Regions from separate parts of the Mus musculus genome. Here all the other regions are linked to region 1. Evidence: chromatin contacts called from public promoter capture Hi-C data. All regions are on one chromosome and are shown on one strand. The core of a region is the stretch at or near the end of the contact, and the rest is flanking DNA. Distances in the headings are between cores, read along the strand shown. Region 1 holds the start of Mex3d (mex3 RNA binding family member D). Region 2 holds the start of Prss57 (protease, serine 57). Region 3 holds the start of Misp (mitotic spindle positioning).

Evidence for each region. Promoter capture Hi-C pulls out the DNA fragments that hold promoters and counts their contacts.
Region 2: a promoter capture Hi-C map of fetal liver shows a contact between it and region 1, with 6 times the contacts expected there. The contact joins the promoter of Prss57 here to the promoter of Mex3d in region 1. A contact is called at or near these places in 4 of 39 promoter capture datasets (embryonic stem cells, fetal liver, pre-B cells and 1 more), 2 of 484 Hi-C or Micro-C datasets (CD8 T cells and embryonic stem cells) and 1 of 115 datasets of contacts at active chromatin or transcription factors (pancreatic cancer cells).
Region 3: a promoter capture Hi-C map of pre-B cells shows a contact between it and region 1, with 2.9 times the contacts expected there. The contact joins the promoter of Misp here to the promoter of Mex3d in region 1. A contact is called at or near these places in 3 of 39 promoter capture datasets (embryonic stem cells, hippocampal neurons and pre-B cells), 1 of 115 datasets of contacts at active chromatin or transcription factors (double positive thymocytes) and 3 of 9 other capture datasets (adipose tissue, embryonic stem cells and liver).

What each region holds. Positions count from the first base shown.
Region 1 is chr10:80,386,298-80,389,122 of GRCm38.p6, reverse strand. Mex3d (mex3 RNA binding family member D) reads left to right here and starts at 1,472. Exons shown (of 2, transcript NM_198615.2): 1 at 1,472-2,462. The coding sequence starts at 1,703. It overlaps Gm30823 (a long non-coding RNA gene), which reads right to left and starts at 1,363. Exons shown (of 3, transcript XR_380610.3): 1 at 1,226-1,363.
Region 2 is chr10:79,787,621-79,790,445 of GRCm38.p6, reverse strand. It overlaps Prss57 (protease, serine 57), which reads left to right and starts at 1,461. Exons shown (of 5, transcript NM_001042710.1): 1 at 1,461-1,603. The coding sequence starts at 1,504.
Region 3 is chr10:79,819,614-79,822,438 of GRCm38.p6, reverse strand. It overlaps Misp (mitotic spindle positioning), which reads right to left and starts at 1,418. Exons shown (of 5, transcript NM_030218.2): 1 at 1,346-1,418. Palm (paralemmin) reads right to left here. Exons shown (of 9, transcript NM_023128.4): 9 at 1,543-2,825.

The sequences.
Region 1 (2,825 bases), core at 223-2,722:
GGACTTAGAGGTGTGAGCCATGGTACCCTACTGGCTCTTGACCTTTTATTAGGGTCAAGGTGGCTTCTGGGCAGAAGAACTAACACACTGGGGGTGTGAGGACACTCTGTGTTCCAACCTGCACTTGTGTTCATGATGGTTGTAAAAGTGACAGGAAGGCATGGATTGGGGGAGGGGCACTGTTGTGGCTAAGAACGCTGCAGAATGGAGCGGCCTCTGCCCCAGACCCTGGGACACAACTGACCTGAGGTTGCAGTCAGCTGTAGGCAAGGACCCAGACAAGGTCCATCCTGTTCCCTGTTCATGAGAAATCTCAACAGGAACTCTGAGGTATATGCAACAGCTGGGGACAGTATGGCCCTGGAGGTAGGCAGAGCCTGTGGAAGAGGCTGCCTTCCTCAGAGCCCAGCATCTCCAGTGAGGGTCGTCTCAAATGATTATGGGCAGTGTCTGCTGGGAAGCGATTCACCCCACAAGTTCTAAGTGCTTATGTCTAAGTTTGGGTGTACACAACCCCCTCCACCCCCAAGGATGAGCTGTTGGGAAAGGCTTGACTTGGGGAAAGGGACCTCTGGCTGCCCAGACACCATGCCAGGAAGGACGTGACTCGGGGAATGGGTCCCCAAGTCATTAAATGTGCTTGGGATAGAGGCGCCGTCGTCAGGAGGAGGACAGAACCAGCTGGAAGAACACAGCACAGGAGCTGGCGCCACCCTGTTACTCAGAGTGGGTTCCATGACTGAGGGTGAGGTGGGGGACCAGAGTCAGTGTGGTACCCTAAACTAGAGAGTCCCCAGGTGCACATAGGTAGAAATCCCCGGCTTCTGGAGGGCAAGGACAGCCTGGGGCAAGCCAGGTACTAGAGAATATTGCCTTTACGATGTAGTCACAGTGTAGGGGCTGATGTGAAAGAAAACACCGTGTGGCTGCGAGGTGATCCCTGCCAGAGGGTCCCCAAGGTCTCCAGGCACACGGGGAGGATTTCCCTGCTCTCGAAGAGCGAGGACTGACTAGAGAAGAAAGACACAGGAGGGGGACTCCACACTTTTGAGCACAGAGATGATTTTGTGGGATCGGGGAAGGGGAAACACAGTGTGGCCGCCAAGTGATCCCTGATAGAGGTCCCGAAGGTCCCCTGGCGGGCACTGGGAGGAGGCCGGGGAAGCCAGGGGTGATGGCGAGGGCTCCTGGAGCACACGACCCTCCCCATATCCCCGGGACGCACCAAGGTGGCTCAGAACTGCGGGCTCCGCCGACCCACCTGTGGCGCCTCCCGCACGTGCGGGCGGGCCAGGGGGAGGGGGAGAGGGAGGAGGAAGGGGAGGGTCCGCACCCTGGGCGGGGGCGGGGCAAACACGTGACTGCCGGCCCGGCCCGCGCGTGCGCAGCGGCGTTGCCCATTGTTGGCCGCGGTGACGTCGCGGGGCGGGGCCGGGGCGGGGCGGCGGGAGGGCGGAGGGAGGGAGGGCACGAGCGTCCCGTGCCACCGCCGCCGCCGCCGCCGCCGCCGCCGCCGCCTCGGCCGCCCAGGAGCCGCCGCCAGCCCTGCCACAGCGCCACCGCCCCGCAGCCCCGCGTCCCCGCAGCATCCCCGCGCCGCCGTCCCCGCCCCGCCGCTGGATGCCGGCGGCCGGCGGCCGAGCTCGCAGACGCGGAGGGCGGCGCGGGCGGCGGCGGCGGCGCGGGCCCGAGCGCTAAAGCCATGCCGGGCTCCACCGGGCAGCCCGACGCGGGCGGCGCGGGAACCGGGACCACCGCCGGCGACCCCGGGCATCCGCACCCTGCACTCGCGGGAGCCGAGGATGCCGCGCCCCGGCCGCCACCCGAGCCCGACGACGCGGCCGCTGCGCTGCGCCTGGCGCTGGACCAGCTGTCCGCGCTCGGGCTGGGGGGCGCGCGCCCCGGAGATGAAGGGATGGCGACACGCAGCGCGGACGGGGCGACAGAATGCGGAGAGGATGAGCCCGCGCCCCCCGACGAGCTCGAGGTGGCCGTGGCGCCCCCGGTGACTGGTGCGCCCTCGATGGGCGTGGGACCCTCGATGGCCCTGGCACCCTCGGTGACTTGTGCACCCTCGATGGCCCTGGCACCCTCGGTGACCAGTGCACCCTCGATGGCCCTGGCACCCTCGGTGACTTGTGCACCCTGCATGGCTGTGGCACCCTCGGTGACGGTGGCACCCTCAATGGCACTGACACCCTCGGTGACCCTGGCACCCACGATGGCCGTGGCTTCTTCGGTGGCCCCCGGCGGGCTGCCTCTTTTGGACCCCGACGTGAGCCCCCGGCCATCACCCCCAGACGTGTTCGCCAGCTTCGCGCCACACCCGGCTGCCCTGGGTCCCTCGACGCTGCTGGCTGAGCAGTTGAACGTGATCGGGAGTCGCAAGAAAAGCGTGAACATGACCGAGTGTGTGCCGGTGCCCAGCTCGGAGCATGTCGCGGAGATCGTGGGTCGTCAGGGTGAGTGGCTGCCGTCGAGGAGTGCAGGGGCGCGCTTATTCTCCTGGATAAATATTGAGGGGGGCACGTATGTATTGGTGGGAGGAAGGGACAAGCTGTGGCCCGTTCTAGCCCAGGGTGAATGTGACCAGGAGACCCCAGGGACACGCCCCGTGTGGAATCTAGGCCTCGGTGGATTTCTTGGCGCCTTTGTTCAAAGCTGCCGGCTGCTGCAGAAGTTGGGCACTGCCCAAGCTGTGGCCACAACCGCGGCCTTTGTCTGGGTTCCTAGGGACAACCACAGTCCATGTGCCATAGCTGGGGGACACCTTAGGACATAGGCCCCTTAGAAGCAGCTAGGGCTGCCCCCCACCCACCCACAGA
Region 2 (2,825 bases), core at 212-2,711, 600 kb after region 1:
TCCACTGCCACTATGTGAGTGCTATCAACCAAACCCAGGTCCTTTGGAAGAGTAGCCAGTGCTCTAAACTGCTAAGCCTTCTCCCCAGACCTGCTTTCTGTTTGTTTGTTTGCTTGCTTGCTTGCTTTTTGTTTGGCAAGGACTCACTCTGTAAAACAGGCTGGCTTTAATCTCAGAGACCCATCTGCCAGTGTCTCCAGAGAGCTGGAGTTAAAGGTATGCATCCTCTTCAGGCTTGGCTTTCTTTCTGTCCTTATCTCTGTCTTTGTCTTCCCCTCCCTCTCTGTCTCATTCCACCTTCACCTGTTTCTGTTACTCTCTTATGTTCCTCTGGCCCTGGCTCTCTGGGGTCTCTCCCTCCTTCCCCTCCTGCTCTGTGTCTGGTCACTACTACCTTCCTGAGCCCTGGCTCCCTCAAAGGCCAATGGTGCAGAGCTTCCCCCTGCATCCTCAGTGGGGGATGGAGTGACCCTTTTGGGAGGTTGTTGCTAAGACAACAGTGCCTTCTCCTGCAGGATGCCCTTGCTGACCCTGAGCCCTCTCCCCTTCCTGAGCTGTCTGGGACCACTGTGCACCCTGAGTTCACCCAAGCCCCTCTCTGCTCTTAGGTACCTACCATTTGCATCAGCCCTGGGGTGGGTCCTACAGGCCAACTAGGGCATAGCCTGTAGCAGACTTAATTAAAGCTGCAGCATCTGCTAACAAGCATGGACCAGTACAAGCCCAGCCAGTGTGTGCTCTGGGCTCCATCTCACAACCTAGGGGAAGCTTATGTTCCCACCTTACGTGGGTCCATGGTAGACAACACCTGTGGCCTTAGCACTTGGAGGATAGAGGAGGGAGAGGCAGGCAGGCGTTCAGGGCTATTCTCAGCTGGATAGCTAGTTCAAGAGCGTATTGAATTAGAGGCCAGATAACTGAACTTTCTCTCCCAAAGGTCCCCACCACGAGGAAACCCAAGCCCAGCACATATCCTGATGGGTGGTCTCTGGACTCCAGACCTTAGGGTCACTCTCTGCTATGTCCCCAGTTCTTCCAAGGAAGTATGGTATACAGTAGGACCTCAGTAAAAGCAATAAAGTCAGCCCAACTCAGAGCCCTCCCCAAAGAACTAGCTTTATGGTCCTCACTGACCTCAGGTTCATGATGGGGAAACTGAGGTCAAGGGTCAAGGTGCTTGCTCCTGGGCTACCTGGCTGGGGACAGACAGATAAGCAGAGTTGGTGCTTCCAGGATGACTGTCCCCTGAGAAGGTCTGAATGCGTTCAGTGGCCAGATAATCTAGTAGGAAGGTACAAGGGGAGTTTGAGCTCACAAACCAATCTTGTTTCTAAACTTCTGGGTTTTCATGAGCAGCACAGTTGGAGACAAGAAACAGTAACGTGGCCTCCCCTGATTTCCAGAAGTGCCTGCTCCACCTTCTGACCACAGACCACAGACCCGGAACAACTTTCTGGACTGAACCGTTGGGTGCCTCCTGCACCTGCAGACCTCACCAGAAAGATGCCATCCTCTACAGCTATGGTGCCTGGGACAAGAGGAGGCTGGCACTGTCTGGTGCTGACTACAGCAGCTGCCCTGACCCAGCTCATGTGGCTCCCTGGTGAGAACTCCAAATGGCCATTAGACCCTACCCAAGGTGACCAGGCTCCCACACAGGATGCACGTGTACTCTTGCTCAGGCAGGAGGCTATGGGGTGGGGGTGGGGCAGCCAGTAGGGACTTCAGCCACCTCAGGTACAAGATCGTGGAGACTGGGCTTCCTAGCTTTTGTTTTGTTTTGTTTTTATTTTTGTGTGTATTAGTGTTTTGCCTGTATGTTTGCATGCCTGCAGTACCTGGAGGAACCAGAAGGTGGCATCAGATCCCCTGGAATTTACAGTCGGTTCCAACAATCATGTAGATGCTGGCATTAGAATCTAAGTCCTCAGTAAGACCAGCCAGGGGTTTTAAATAACGAGCCATTTCTCCAAGCCTCCTATTTTTTAAAAATTACATTTATTTATTTTGAGAGAGTACATGTAGATAGTGCTTGTCACAACCAGTGGAAAACTTGCAGGGGTCGATTCTGTCCTTCTACCATAGGGGTTCCTGGGATTAAACTCAGATTGTCAAGCTTGGTAGCATGTGCCTTTGCCTGCTGAACCTATCACAGGCCCAAAAGGTCTCCTAGCCTCAGTCTTTAATTATCTATCTATCTATCTATCTATCCATCCATCCATCCATCCATCCATCCATGTCTGTCTATCTGTTTGCTTTCAAGACAGGGTTTCTCTGTGTAGCCCTGGCTGTACTGGAACTCACTTTGTAGACCAGGCTGGTCTCGAACTCAGAAATCTGCCTGCCTTTGCCTCCCAAGCACTGGGATTAAAGGTGTGCCCCACCACTTGGTCCCCTCTATTTCTCTTAAGTAAAGTGGGTTTCTCGTGGTCCAGGCACCTTGAAATAGCTGGGCAGCTGAAAAGGGAATCACCTTGAATTCCTGATCCTCCTGCCTCCACTTCCAGAGTTCTGAAACAGCAGGCCTGCACTGCTACACCATGCTTATGTGGTGCTGAGGGTGCCTGGGACTGGCTTTGTCTGTCTGTCTCATCTCTGTCTCTGTCTCTGTCTCTGTCTCTGTCTCTGTCTCTGTCTCTGTCTCTGTCTCTGTCTGTCTGTCTGTCTGTCTCTCTCTCTCTCACACACACACACACACTCACTCTTAGGCGAGGTCTCATCATGTAGCCCTGGCTGGCCTGTAACTCTCCATGTAGACCAGGCTGACTCTGAACCCACAGAGATCCTCCTGCCTTTGCTTCCTGGATGCCTCCCTCTAGGTTTGC
Region 3 (2,825 bases), core at 169-2,668, 570 kb after region 1:
ACTGAGCCTCTGCCTGGTTTCCCGGCTTCCCACCTTCCCAAGTCCTGCTGACTGAGGCGGGGTGCATCCCTGCGGAACGAGGAGACTGAATCCCAAGCCTGGGCTAGCTTGTGGGACCCCTTTGAATCTCTGTCTCTTCTTTCGATCAATGCCCTATTTGATCCAGGCAGGCTGAAGGACAGATGTGCACGATGTTTCCAGACTAGCAGATACCACGGCAGGATTAGGAAACTCAGGGCCTGGGTCTCGAATTGCTGCTCTCTAGAAGGGGGTCTGTGGGGCTTCCGGCTGGTTCCTCCCCAACCCTCTGACCCTCCCTTACTCATCCAGGAAATGGGAATTCTCCCTGTCACATTCACAGAAAATTTCATATGAAACGATGACGCCTTCAGAAACACCCAGCGCGAAGCCAGGTACAGAGAAAGAGGCCTACACCCCAGTACTCAGGAGGCTGAGGCAGTGGGATTGCTATTCGTTTGAGGTCAACTTTGGCTACAGAGTGAGACCTCTCTCAAAAACTCAAAGGTAATCATGTAAAACGCCCAGGAACACGGACCGAACAGGTCAGACCCCACCATACCCCTCTGGCAGCCCACGGCCTGTGTGTGGGGCCTGGGCATAGTGCTGGGGTTCCTGGCCTCCCGTGGGCGGGCTTGTGAGGTCCCTCTGAATCTCTTGTCTTCCCTTCTTCCCTCCAGTCCGTGGTCCCCCAGCTGGACTCCAGGGGCCCTTGACAGATGTGGTGCCCATCACCTACCATCGAGGAGACAGTCAAAGCCAGGGTTGAGACAGCAGTTTTCCCAAAGCCCCCTTGGGCCCCTTCATCCCTATTTAGCAGAAGTGGGCATTGAAGTGCAGTGCATATCCAGTCCCACAGGTCGGATGGATTTGAATTAGCACCTCCCTCCGTACATCGTAGGTACTCCACCATACCAACCACCTTTCATGGGGAAACTGAGTCCTGAAAGGGCCTCTGATTGAGCCCACACACCTGACATCTCAGTACTCAGGAAACTAATGCAGGAGGATTACTTAAAGAGTTTGAGGTCAGCTTGGTTATAGGCCTTTTACTCAAGTCTGGAATACCCAGTGTGTTGGGAACACAGGACTCCTAGACATCTATTTTATACAGATAGGGCAACTGAGGCCAAAGGAAAAAAAATTCTCCAAAAAAAAAAAACATGAAAAAAAAGGGGGGTACTCCTCTACTATGCAGAACCTGGCTCAGAACTTGTGGGCTATCTGTGAGGACCTCTCTACTCTCAACATCACAGCCCAAGGACATGGGTGTGGAAGATGTGGAGACCGAGGCCCGTGGGGGTGGCTGGCCACAGCTGTCGCTTACCTGACCAGGTGCCGCAGAGTCCTGGCGAAAATGCCCAGTGAGGGCTGCAGCAGCCGCAGGGGAGAAGTTTCTCCTGTGCTCTACAGGACCCAGCCTTTTTATGGCTCCACCACTAGGAGGCCGCACCCCTTCCCGCCCAGGTGAAACCCAAGAACTTCAGCAACCTGGCTCTACACACTTTTTTTTTTTTTTTTTTTAATTTGTTTCTCTGGGAAAGTCAAGAACATGGGGGTGAAGGGCGGGGCCTTGCCACACGTCAAAAGCAGAAGGGGGCAGCAAGGGCACTTCAGCCGAGGCTCAGGGCTTGAGGAACTCAGGCAGACTCAAAGGAGGAGGAAGACGGGGGTGCCATGACCACGGCCATAGCTCACCCTCAGGAAAGTGCGCCTCTCCTCCAGGCCACGGGAAGGACAGGACACAGACCCCGTGGCCTCTGCTTGAGCCCCTACTGTAGCTGCGGGTAGTGACGGGGCCCGCAGGAGGCCCTGCACCCTGCTGCACACCAGGCTGGGGTCCCAAGGAAAGGGACCTAGACCAGGCGTGGTCCTTTGAAGTTGAGTCAGCTCCTGTGTGCAGGGTTGTGCCTCTGGGGACCAAAGTGGCTACTGCTGCCTGCCCGAAGGTTGGTGACCCTCTGCCAGGCTCCCGTCAGGCCAGGTGGCAGATGGGGGGGGGTCCCTTACTCCCACCCAAAGTGTGTGTGGAGCAGCCTAAACCTGCCTGGATATGCTAGGTTTTGTGGCGCTGGCAGACATACCCACTGACTTCTAGGGTATGGGGGTATGTGGGAAACCCAGGACCCTGGTCCAAACCAACTAGAGAAGAGGGCAGAGGTGACCCCAAAGCTCCCAAAATTAGCACCAGGAAGAAGGGCCCAGTGTGTGCATGGTGGGGGTGGGGGTGGGACTCAGGACAGGGAGTGGCTTGGCTGGCCAACAATGACTCCATCCTGCGGGTGATTGTTCTATCCCCGGTGAAGAGTTTCCCCTGCTTTGAGCTCTGCTACCTATGGGAGGGGATCCACAGGTGCCCATCCTCCTCCCTAGAACTTCAAGACTTTGAGTCCCCAAAGAACTGTGGCCTCACTCCACCTGCCCACATTAGGTCGCTGGCGCCTTGGCCAGGGAGACCCTTTCTGGTCCCCTCGAAGACTCCCCAAAAGTAACGATAAGGCACAGACAGGCTGGCCTGGGGCGGCAAGGGGACACCAGGCTGGGACCACGGTGGGCATAAGCCGCCTGTGTAAACCTGCTGTGACCTGGACTGAGGGGTCCCCATTCTTAGAGGGGCTGATATGGGCTGGCCTGTCTCTCACCAAGGGGTGACCCACGGCTCAGAGGTTCGGGGTGAGTGTGGAGTGTGGTGACGGGCAGAGCACCCCCCACCCGAGACTCGAGGTGCATAGGGATCACACACGTGTCTGGGGCCTGTGAGGCGGAGGGTGAGGGTGGGCAGGCGCCGGGGAGGGCCGGGCTGCTGG